Linked DNA regions of Zea mays: all the other regions are linked to region 3. Evidence: chromatin contacts called from public Hi-C data. All regions are on one chromosome and are shown on one strand. Each heading gives the region's core, a stretch centred on a gene start, on an enhancer-like site or on the middle of the called end of the contact. The rest is flanking DNA. Distances are from core to core; before and after follow the strand shown. Region 1 holds the start of LOC100192862 (Cysteine proteinases superfamily protein). Region 2 holds the start of LOC109943176 (BOI-related E3 ubiquitin-protein ligase 1). Region 3 holds the start of LOC107403146.

Region 1 (3,299 bases), core at 80-2,579, 230 kb before region 3:
GACAAAGAAAAGCATATGCAGAGAAAATGGGAGAGGCCTAGCTGAACAAATTTTACTGTAAAATGTTTATTATTATGTACATGATGAAATTGTGTCTTTGCTTGTTGGTAGAGGAGCAACGATTTGCATAACTTGTTTACATTGACACTTATCTACAGTACTATCATGTTAGTGATGTCTGTGTTGACATCTCAAATATCTTTTTCCTCAAACACAGTTTGCGTCCATCGCCAAGTCTTTCAGCATGCATTTAACATATGGTATAATCAATTATCCACGTGGACTTACAGTGATGTTCCATGTATGTAATACTTAATTCTACATGCATGGGATGACAATGACCTCTCAAATGTATAACTATATATGTACAGTAGAGGCACTGATTTGTGCTTAGAGCACAAGGAGTCATGAGAATACAGCATAAAACTTGATGGCTACCTCTCATGGATAATGAAATTTGGCTTAAAATGGATGAGGGTCTCTGCTAGCTAGGTTATGGAAAGAGCATAAAGCATAGTGCCGTTCTGGAGGCAAAATTGCATTCTGAGGCTACAAATTGGAGCAGCAATTTGTTTCTCCTTGACAAACCAACCAAGATAAGGTTATTAGGAGTAGAAGACGTTAGGGACTTATAGTGAATCGTATGTCCATCATCTGCACACTTTTTTTTCACGGAATCTCGAACACCTGTACTCTGGGGCAAGGTCCCAATGGATTTCGCTTTCCAGTATCATCATGACTCTCGCTGAACAAAAAGTTATATACTTCGTCGCTGTCTCGCTGATTATCCTAGGTATCCACCAAACAGCAAACGAATTCAGAACGCCTAATTAGCTCAATACTCTAGGCTGGCATTCCTGGTTCCTGAATTGGACCATTTTGCAAGCAGGTAGCAAACGATAACTTGCCACTGCACAATGTATCAAAACAAAGCCAACTCGCAGAACTCTAATTGGAATCAATTTCGACTGAAATTCAACACCGTCGCACATAGAAACGCCCAAATTCTCTACAAATGGAGCCCATTAACGATTGCAAATTAAAAAAAAACAAGGAGGAGAATCATATTACCACTGGCAGCAGCGGAGGAAGGGGAACGCCGGCGAGCTGGGCAGGAAACAGGGGACCGCTAGCCACGGATTGGGAGGACGCGCAAAGCAAAACCTTCTGCTTTGCGGGGATGGCCAGCGAAACGGGGACGGGACGCTTTCACGCGCCGCGGCTTGATTGCTTCCGCACGATCGGTTGGGTTGCGGCTATTTTCTTGCGCTGGGCAGGCTGCCGCGGTTTCTTCCGCGTACGGCCTTGCCTACTGCCCAACTACCAGCAGCAGAGCGCCGTGACTCGTTCCCCACGCGGCGCCTCCCGGATCCGGGGGCGACCTGGTTTGACCATTGACAGTTGGGACATGCCCTGAAACAATCCAGAGCGGCGGGTACCTTGAATTGACCATGTCTATTTTTTAGGGAAAACCCCAAATTAATACCTACAATTCTCGCTTACGTTCGTATGGTTCGATTTACTTTCTCGGTTCTAAAATACCGGTCTTTTTAGCTCTTGATTTTTATATCTATATTTAGATAGACGATGATAAATTTAGATATATATAAAACACATACATCAAATATTGTTTGAATCCATAATCCCTAAAATAATTTTTAATTTAAGACAAAGAAAGTATTAGTTTAGTCGGTCCAACGTACCTCTTAATAAAATTGTATTCTCATTTCTCTATATAGTATAAGTTGAATTTTAATTTCAAAACTTATGAGATCAAGTGGACACCATATATTGTTTAGAAGAATAATATATGAATTTTATATGTTTATGTTTAATACAATTTTATATTTTTATTGTTAAGTTATTATTATGCCGCTGATAGTGGGCACCATATATTGTTTTAAAAATATTATTATGAATTTATATGTTTGTGCTTAATACACTTTGTCTTTCTAATGTTAATTTATTATTATATGTCCTAGCTTATCAAAATAATGATATAAATTTGTGACATATATTTTACACATAAATTATGGTGCCAGCTATCCTCACATAAAATTTGAAATTAAAACCACCTTAATACAGAGAAACAAAAAAGATAAATCTTACTAAAGGGTAAATTAGACCGACTGAAATACTTTAGGAGAGTAAACCGAACCAAATGATAGTTTTAACTTTTTAGGGTTATCTAGATAAAGGTCATTGTCGGAGAGATCTCCGGCCGGGCGGCGGAATGCACCCGCCATAAATCCTAAGATGAGGAAGCGGCTAAGCGTTTTGCCTGATAGTTGGAAAATGGGGAGAACACAAGAACATACAAGGATTTAGAGTGGTTCGGGCCGCCGGAGCGTAACACCCTACTCCACTGTGTGATGTATTGAGCTCGAGAGCTTGTATGAACTTATGAGCCTGAGCTAGGTCTAAGTGTGCTTGAGTCAGCCTCGTTGCGTGCCTCCCCTTTTATAGCTAAAGGGGGGCACGTACAAGGGTGCTGAGCCCCGACATGCGGGTCTAGGGGCAAAACGGAGGGAATAATATAGAAGTATCTAATGCCAGTTGAAAGGGAATTAGGCTTACACCTATTTCCTAATTGATTTTGGTGGTTGAATTGCCCAACACAAATAATTGGACTAACTAGTTTGCTCTAGTATATAAGTTTTACAGGTGCCAAAGGTTCACCATAAGCCAATAAAAAGACCAAGAAAGGGTTCAAACAATGCGAGCTAAAGACATCCCGAAAGGCACCCTGGTCTGGCGCACCGGACTGTCCGGTGTGCCACCGGACAGTGTCTGGTACACCACCGGATAGTGTCCGGTGCATCAGGGCACTCGAGGCTAAACTCTTCACCTTCGGGAAATTCAGAGGGCGCTCCGCTATAATTCACCGGACTGTCCGGTGAGTCACCGGACTGTCCGGTGAGTCACCGGACAGTGTCCGGTGCACACCGGACTGTCCGGTGCACACCGGACTGTCCGGTGTGCCAGTGGAGCAACGGCTTCTTCCGCGCCAACAGTCATCTGCAGAGGCATTTAATGCGCGCCAGAGCGCGCAGAAGTCAGGCACGCGCGAGAAGGGGCACCGGACAGTCTACCGGACCTGTCCGGTGCACCACCGGACAGCCCAGAGGCCCCACAAGTTAGAGCTCCAACGGTCGAACCCCAACGGTCTGCTGACGTGGCTGGCGCACCGGACAGTGTCCGGTGGCGCACCAGACTGTCCGGTACGCCATGCGACAGCACACTTCCAACGGGCATTTTGGTGGTTGGGGCTATAAATACCCCAACCACCCCACATTCAA
Region 2 (3,282 bases), core at 717-3,216, 200 kb after region 3:
TTTCTGGATTAAGAGGCACCAATTAAGAGCAATTATTTATCAGTATGAAAAATCACACTGGCCCCATACTAATAATTTATTTTTTGAAGCACTAATTTGGTGAGGATGATGCATGTCTCCATGTGTTCTGTTCTCTCTCTTTTTTTAGCAAGGATTCTTCTCTCTAAGAAAAAATCCTGGTGCATGCTATCATGATGTTCGATTTGAGCTTCATTTACGTCCTTTTCTTACCGAATTTATACTATCTAGCTAGAGCTTGTTATTTTTACGTGACGTGTTTAGATGACTATTGCCAATTGCGGTGGTAAAGCAAACAGGCATATGTGGCCTGTCAATACGACATTGGTCAAGTAAATGGCCACATCAATAGAAAATATACATCGTGGTGCATAAAAATTAATTGAATGGATGTATTATCATATATTTGTATCCCATATTTACGTCTATTTTAAATATGAATGTGTAATCTTTTGTATTCCATATTCTACTCAGATGAAGTGGTTATGATACGAGTGTTGGGTACCACCGGCAAGTCTACATGTATCTATCTTTTGATGAAAGTTGTTGTAGTTATTTTTAATTTTTGTAGTGGTTATGATATGAGTGGATTGAAACACTGTGTTGTTTAAGATCATGTAAAATTTATATATATCTAATTTAGGTCGAGAAGTCTCGTGTTATGATATGTTGTTTGATTTACGGAGTCGTGTCATGTGTATAAATTTTATGCTTTGTTTGATTTGCGGTATCACATAGATAACGATTTCACATGTTTCCTCGTAGCATCGCACGGACATAAACCTATTTGTACATAATTATCGTGGTATTGTAGGTTCCCGTTGCAACGCACGGGCACTCACCTAGTAAAATAGAAATATCAAGTTTGCCAATACATAAAATCTATGACCCATGTACCCAGCGGATTGAGATGGATTAAATTCCCTTAGGCCCCATTTGTTTTGTTGGAATTGAATTTCATTTTAATAATTATAATTTAGACAAAACTAATTAATTTCATATATTCATATATGTAATATATTTATATATTAACCTAAATTATATGAAAGAGATAGTTATATACTATATTTATATTATAGCGAAGCAAGTAGATGAGTGTTTTATAAATTATACATCGGAAAAATAGTATGTAAATCTATAAAATCAATTTTCATCTCTCACCCATTAATTTAAGATAGTCTTATATGATAACTTTGAAAAATGGTGTAATATCACATTCTAAAAAAATAATCTATTCTATTAGTAAGATTTCAATTCCTTGAAATGAAAGAAAACAAACCGGACCTTATATTCAATCCCCTCAATACACTCAACTGAACAAACCCTTATAAATTGTAATGGCTTCATGTTAAAAGTGCTGAATGCTGTAGGCTAGGAAAACACCCAGAGCCATTGCGTCATCGCAAAGCAAAAAATGTCGTGAACCTGAACCATCATTTCGAGGAATCCTCACTGCTGGATCACGAAATGGAGATTATAGTAAAATAAATAAAAGAAAAGAAAAGACATGGCGGCAAGCTCCCACCTCCCAAGGCAGTGGCAGGGTAGGCCACCCGTTGCATGCTGGCCCACGCGGACCACCACACCACCCAGAGCACTCCACGTCCTGCATCACGGTCACCGGGTCACGCCACTCGGCAAATCAAACGGAGAAAAAAAAATGGAAAAAAAAAAGAAACGTAGCGCAGGCAAGGGGAAAAGGAGAGGTCGCAGCTGCTGCATTTGCCTTGCTCCGTTCTGTGTTCTTCTGCCTGCTCTCCCTCTCCTAGTCATATGTCATCAGATATTATAAACAAAAAAACCGACAGCTTTTGTCTCCGTGCAGACGCCCCCACACAGCCAGGCAGGCACACACCCCACGTTTCCTCCCCGTCACCGCACCGCCCGGTCTCTCCCCCGGAGTATATATAACTTCCCTCCCGTCCCGATGTCTTTCTTCCACTGCCCACTTCTCTCCTCTTCCCTCTCCCCGCCCACTCGGCACTCGCAAGACAAACGCGGCGGCGATGGCCGTCCAGGCGCAGCACCTGTTCGCACCAGCTTTCCTGCCCCACGACGTCGGCCACGCCTTAAGGGCGCTGGAGGGTGCCGCGGCCGTCGGCGGCTCCGCGCTCCTGGACGAGCTCGGCCTCGGCGGGTGCGCGCCAGCGCCGGCGGCCCTCGGGGACGCCGCGTTCGGCGACGCCCAGCCGCGCAGCGAGCTCACCTGCAATGCCGCCGGTGACAACAGCGTGTTCCTCCCGAGGAAGCGGGCACGCGTTGTGCCGGGGTTCCTGGACGTCGGCCACCAGCCGGGGTTCCTGCTGGACGAGGTGCAGAACAGGTGCGGCGCGGCGTCCACCAGCGGCCGGGCGGCGGCGGCCAGTGGCGTCCTGTCGCAGCTGTACCACCAGGGCGTGGAGGTCGACGCGCTGGTGCGGGTCGAGGTGCGTGCGTTGGGTTTGGGAGTCTGGTGGTACATACATACATGTTCGTCGACGGACACGGTGTCTCTGATCCTTTTCCCCCCCACACCGTACGCCGCAGACGGACAGGATGCGCGCGGCGCTGCAGGAGGCTCGGCGGCGGCACGCGCGCGCGGTGGTAGCGGTCGTGCGGGGCGCGGCGGAAGCTCGGCTCCGCGCCGCGGAGGCAGAGCTGGAGCGCGCCCGCCGCCGCGGCGCGGAGCTGGAGGAGCGGCTCCGGCAGCTGGCCGCCGAGGGCCAGGCGTGGCTGGGCGTGGCAAGGAGCCACGAGGCCGTCGCCGCTGGCCTCCGCGCCACGCTCGACAAGGTGCTCCAGCAGCCCGCCGTCGCCGGCGGCGGTGGCGGTGGCGGCGAGGCGGAGGACGCGCAGTCCTGCTGCTTCGTGGCATCCCCGTCGGGGCCGGTGTCGACTGGTTCGTCGCCGTCGTGCAAGGCCTGCGGCGGCGGCGACGCGTGCGTTCTGGTCCTGCCGTGCCGGCACCTGTGCCTGTGCCGCGCGTGCGAGGCCGGTGCCGAGGTGTGCCCCGTCTGCGGCGCCGTGAAGAACGCCTCGCTCCAGGTCCTGCTGTGACGGCGAGGAGGCACTGGCAGCGGAAGCGGGAGTCACTCCAGCTTGCCTCCCGCGTGCCCCGGTACGTGAGTCACGACACCGGGGTCAGGCAGGAAACTTTTGTTGGTTAGTAGCAGTAGAGAGTAGCCCTGTTGAGTACAATCATGTAGAAATGCATTGGCTAAACCACACGTCATAGTTCCTGTTTGCTCAGAGACGTGTACTCATTTTCCTTGATCGCTAAACCAC
Region 3 (3,203 bases), core at 229-2,728:
TTAGATTGACCAGGCTCAGAAAAACTTGTCATGTCTTGTCCGCTCAGTCCTTGTGAGCGAGAGCATATATGTTCCATGGTTTTCGCGCGAGGAGCTGCCTCTATTTGGCTGGGAACATGATAGAAGAAATGGCCGCGCATTAGCGATCATCGACGAACCTCCTCCTACTTCTCGGGGTAGTCGGTACATATGCCACGGTGCAGCGCTATCAGATTAGAGTTTTACCGGTAACCGCCACCATAGTGAAAGTGAAACTATAGTCCGTCAACGATTCAGGACCTGATTAAACGCTTGCCAATCTTCAGTTCTTCACCAACTGTGCTTTGAACATGTACTGTATATTTACGCCGTTGATTCAGTATCTAAGAAGGCAGTGGTGAGCGCTGACTTCGGCAGAGTACCCTCGCACGATTCGCTAGGACATTTCGTGCCATTGCACTTTGGCCGCAGAATCTCCTTCCCAGCATCGCCGTGTGGCACTAGCTGAAGCGCCGCATTCGCGTCGCATGTACCGCGCTCTGGCAGCGAAACAGGGAAGCCTCGTCTCCCGCCATGGCAAGAAGTCCTCCAGTTCAGGAGAAGAGGACGTGGAGCGAGCCGTTCCTGGTGGTCGCGCAGACGGGGCACGCGTCCACGCCGGCCTCGTCGCACACGCGGCACAGGCACAGGTGCCGGCACGGCAGCAGCAGCACGCACGCTCCGCCGCTGCCACACGACTTGCACGCCAGCTTGGGCATGGACGCGCCGTTGGCGTGCGCGGCCGGCGCCTCGCCGAAGCAACACGACCGCGCGTCCTCGGCCTCGGCCTCGCAGACGCAGACGGCCGCACCGCGGGGCCGCAGCTGGTCCAGCGTGGCGCGGAGGCCCGCGGCGACGGCCTCGTGGCTCCTGGCCACGCCCACCCACGCCTGGCACTCGGCGCCCGCTTGGCGGGCCTTCTCCTCGAGCTCCGCGTTGCGGTGGAGCGCGCGCTCCAGGCCTGTCTCCGACGCGCGCAGCCGCCCCGACGCAGCGCGGCCCACGGCGGCCAGCAGCGCGCGGCCGTGCCTCCGCCGCGCCTCCTGCAGCGCCGCGCGCATCCTCTCCGCCTGCACAACATATACCACAGTCCACAGATCAGACGACACCATCGGACGACCATGCGTCCCACTCCCATCTATCGTCTGAGTCTGACGACGAAGCCGATTCCGGTTAAATCACTAATTCAGGCCGTACCTCGAGTCTAACGAGCGCGTCGATCTCCATGCCGTGGTGGTGCGTCCACGACGACGGGATGTCCCGCGAGACGACGGTCGCCGCGCCAACTGCCACCACTCTCCCGCTAGTGGACGTCGCCGCGCCGGAGCCCACCGCCCGGCTCCGCGCGTCGACGAGCGGTGGCACTGGCAGCAGGCGCTCCGTGCCCGCCGGAGGCATACCAACGCGCTGATCTTGCAAGAGATCACCGCCCGCTGCTGGCGCTGCCGCCTCAAGGCGCGGCCGCTTCCTCGGCAGGAAGCCGTAGTTGCACCAGGCGAGCTCGCTGCGCGGGAAGTCGCTGAGCACCGTCGTGTCGTCCCCGATCCGGGCCGGTGCCGGCACGCACCCGGCGTACTCGTCCAAGAACAGGGAGCCGCCCGCCGCCGGGGCTAGGTCGTGCGAGAAGTGCCGCGCCTGCACGGCCATGGCAGACGCAAAGCAAGGACTGGGGAAGGGGTCGGGTGGGAAGGGCCAGTGGAAGAACTGGGAATGGGTGGGCACTGGGCAGGGCAGGGCAGGGTAGAGCTGGTTATATATATACTGCCACGCTCGGCTCAGCCATGCCACTCCGGCAGGCTTGGGTGGGGGGAAGACTGAGCGGTGCCAACAAAAACACACGTAGGCGCCGCGGATGCGTTCGAGGCGCGACGAAAGCGGATCGCTTTCGACCGGCCTGGCCGGGCGTGTGGGGGCATTGGGCGTGGAGCCGTGGACGCCCTTTTTTACTGTGTGAGCTTAGCCCTAGGCCCTAGCTAGCTGCAAGCATCGTGAATAGAGATACAGGACAATAGCCATGGGTGTGAAGACGATGACTGTGATGTTGGGCGGTGGACGTTCCCCGGACTGGCTGGCTAGCTGGACCGATACCACGGATGGATGGGCCGGCCACTCCATGTTTCATGGCCATGGCCAGTTCAATCGTCTAGCTAGTGCATGGCGCCGTGGCTTTTGTGCTTTGTTCTGGATCAGATAGCTAGCGACTAGGGCAACCGTGTCCATGCCACTAGTAAAAACGATTGCAACTGCTGTGGCGCGCGCCGGCCAGTCAAAGTCTTGGCAGTTGGCCGTCGGAGACGGCGGCTAGCCCTCTGAGAATCCGATCGATCCCAGCACCGGCCGGTCGGCCGTAAACTTCACCCTCGAAGGACGAGAAACATGGCATGCGATGCAGTCCAAACAGTGGATGGACGACGCGCTGTTGCAGTTTCAACGCACCGTGCGAGAAGTGCGCCAGATAATAACAAAATTAGGCGCTGGAAAGTCAACAAGACAACAACAATAGCTATACAAACCAGATTTGTCAGTCGATATGAATGTAGGACCGGATCGCCAGATACAGTGTCATATTGATCTCTAAAATCATAAAATGTATTTTAAAATTTCTAAAGTTTAAGACTTATTTAGGTCTAAGCGGTTGTTTATCTCTACAATATTAAAACATCAGTTTCAACAGTCGTCCTGCATCATATTTTTAGTCCTGCATCATATTTTTACAAATAACTCACTCGCATTTCTTTTAAATTAACCTGCTGCACCCCTCGGCGCAGACCTCCGTATATAGATGGCCAAACGACGGCCCGGCACAGACCCGACGCCCGCAGCTCCGGTCCAGACATGTCGGCCTGCTGACCATGTCGGGCCGGCCCGTTAGCCCATTGGACCGTTTGGTTAAATCAGCGTAAAAACGGTGCAGGAGGTGGGTTCGAACCCACACCCTGATGGAAACAGTGCGGGAGACACTAGGTGAAGTTGTCTAACTAGTACAACATCATGCTCAGGTGTTTTTAATATTGAATATAGATTGTACATCTGTATATACATTTTTGTAAAATAAAAAAAATATAATCGTGCCCGGACGGACCAGCACTACGGGCCATGCACGGCACGACGCTCGTGTCGGGCTGGCCCAGGCACAATTAAATGGGTCGTGTCCCGGGTCGGCTCGCCAGACACGACCCATTTGA

Evidence for each region. A called contact is a pair of places that touch in the nucleus more often than the background predicts.
Region 1: a contact with region 3 is called in a Hi-C map of ear, with 2.4 times the contacts expected there. The contact joins the promoter of LOC100192862 here to the promoter of LOC107403146 in region 3. A contact is called at or near these places in 3 of 25 Hi-C or Micro-C datasets (ear, leaf and tassel).
Region 2: a Hi-C map of tassel shows a contact between it and region 3, with 2.3 times the contacts expected there. The contact joins the promoter of LOC109943176 here to the promoter of LOC107403146 in region 3. A contact is called at or near these places in 4 of 25 Hi-C or Micro-C datasets (bundle sheath, ear, leaf and 1 more).

Annotation. Positions count from the first base shown.
Region 1 is chr10:115,131,936-115,135,234 of Zm-B73-REFERENCE-NAM-5.0, forward strand. LOC100192862 (Cysteine proteinases superfamily protein) reads right to left here and starts at 1,330. Exons shown (of 10, transcript NM_001138051.1): 1 at 1,072-1,330.
Region 2 is chr10:115,557,610-115,560,891 of Zm-B73-REFERENCE-NAM-5.0, forward strand. It overlaps LOC109943176 (BOI-related E3 ubiquitin-protein ligase 1), which reads left to right and starts at 1,967. Exons shown (of 2, transcript NM_001365013.1): 1 at 1,967-2,444; 2 at 2,545-3,282. The coding sequence starts at 2,025. The coding sequence ends at 3,054.
Region 3 is chr10:115,361,398-115,364,600 of Zm-B73-REFERENCE-NAM-5.0, forward strand. LOC107403146 reads right to left here and starts at 1,479. Exons shown (of 2, transcript NM_001321406.1): 1 at 1,216-1,479; 2 at 150-1,088. The coding sequence starts at 1,416. The coding sequence ends at 573.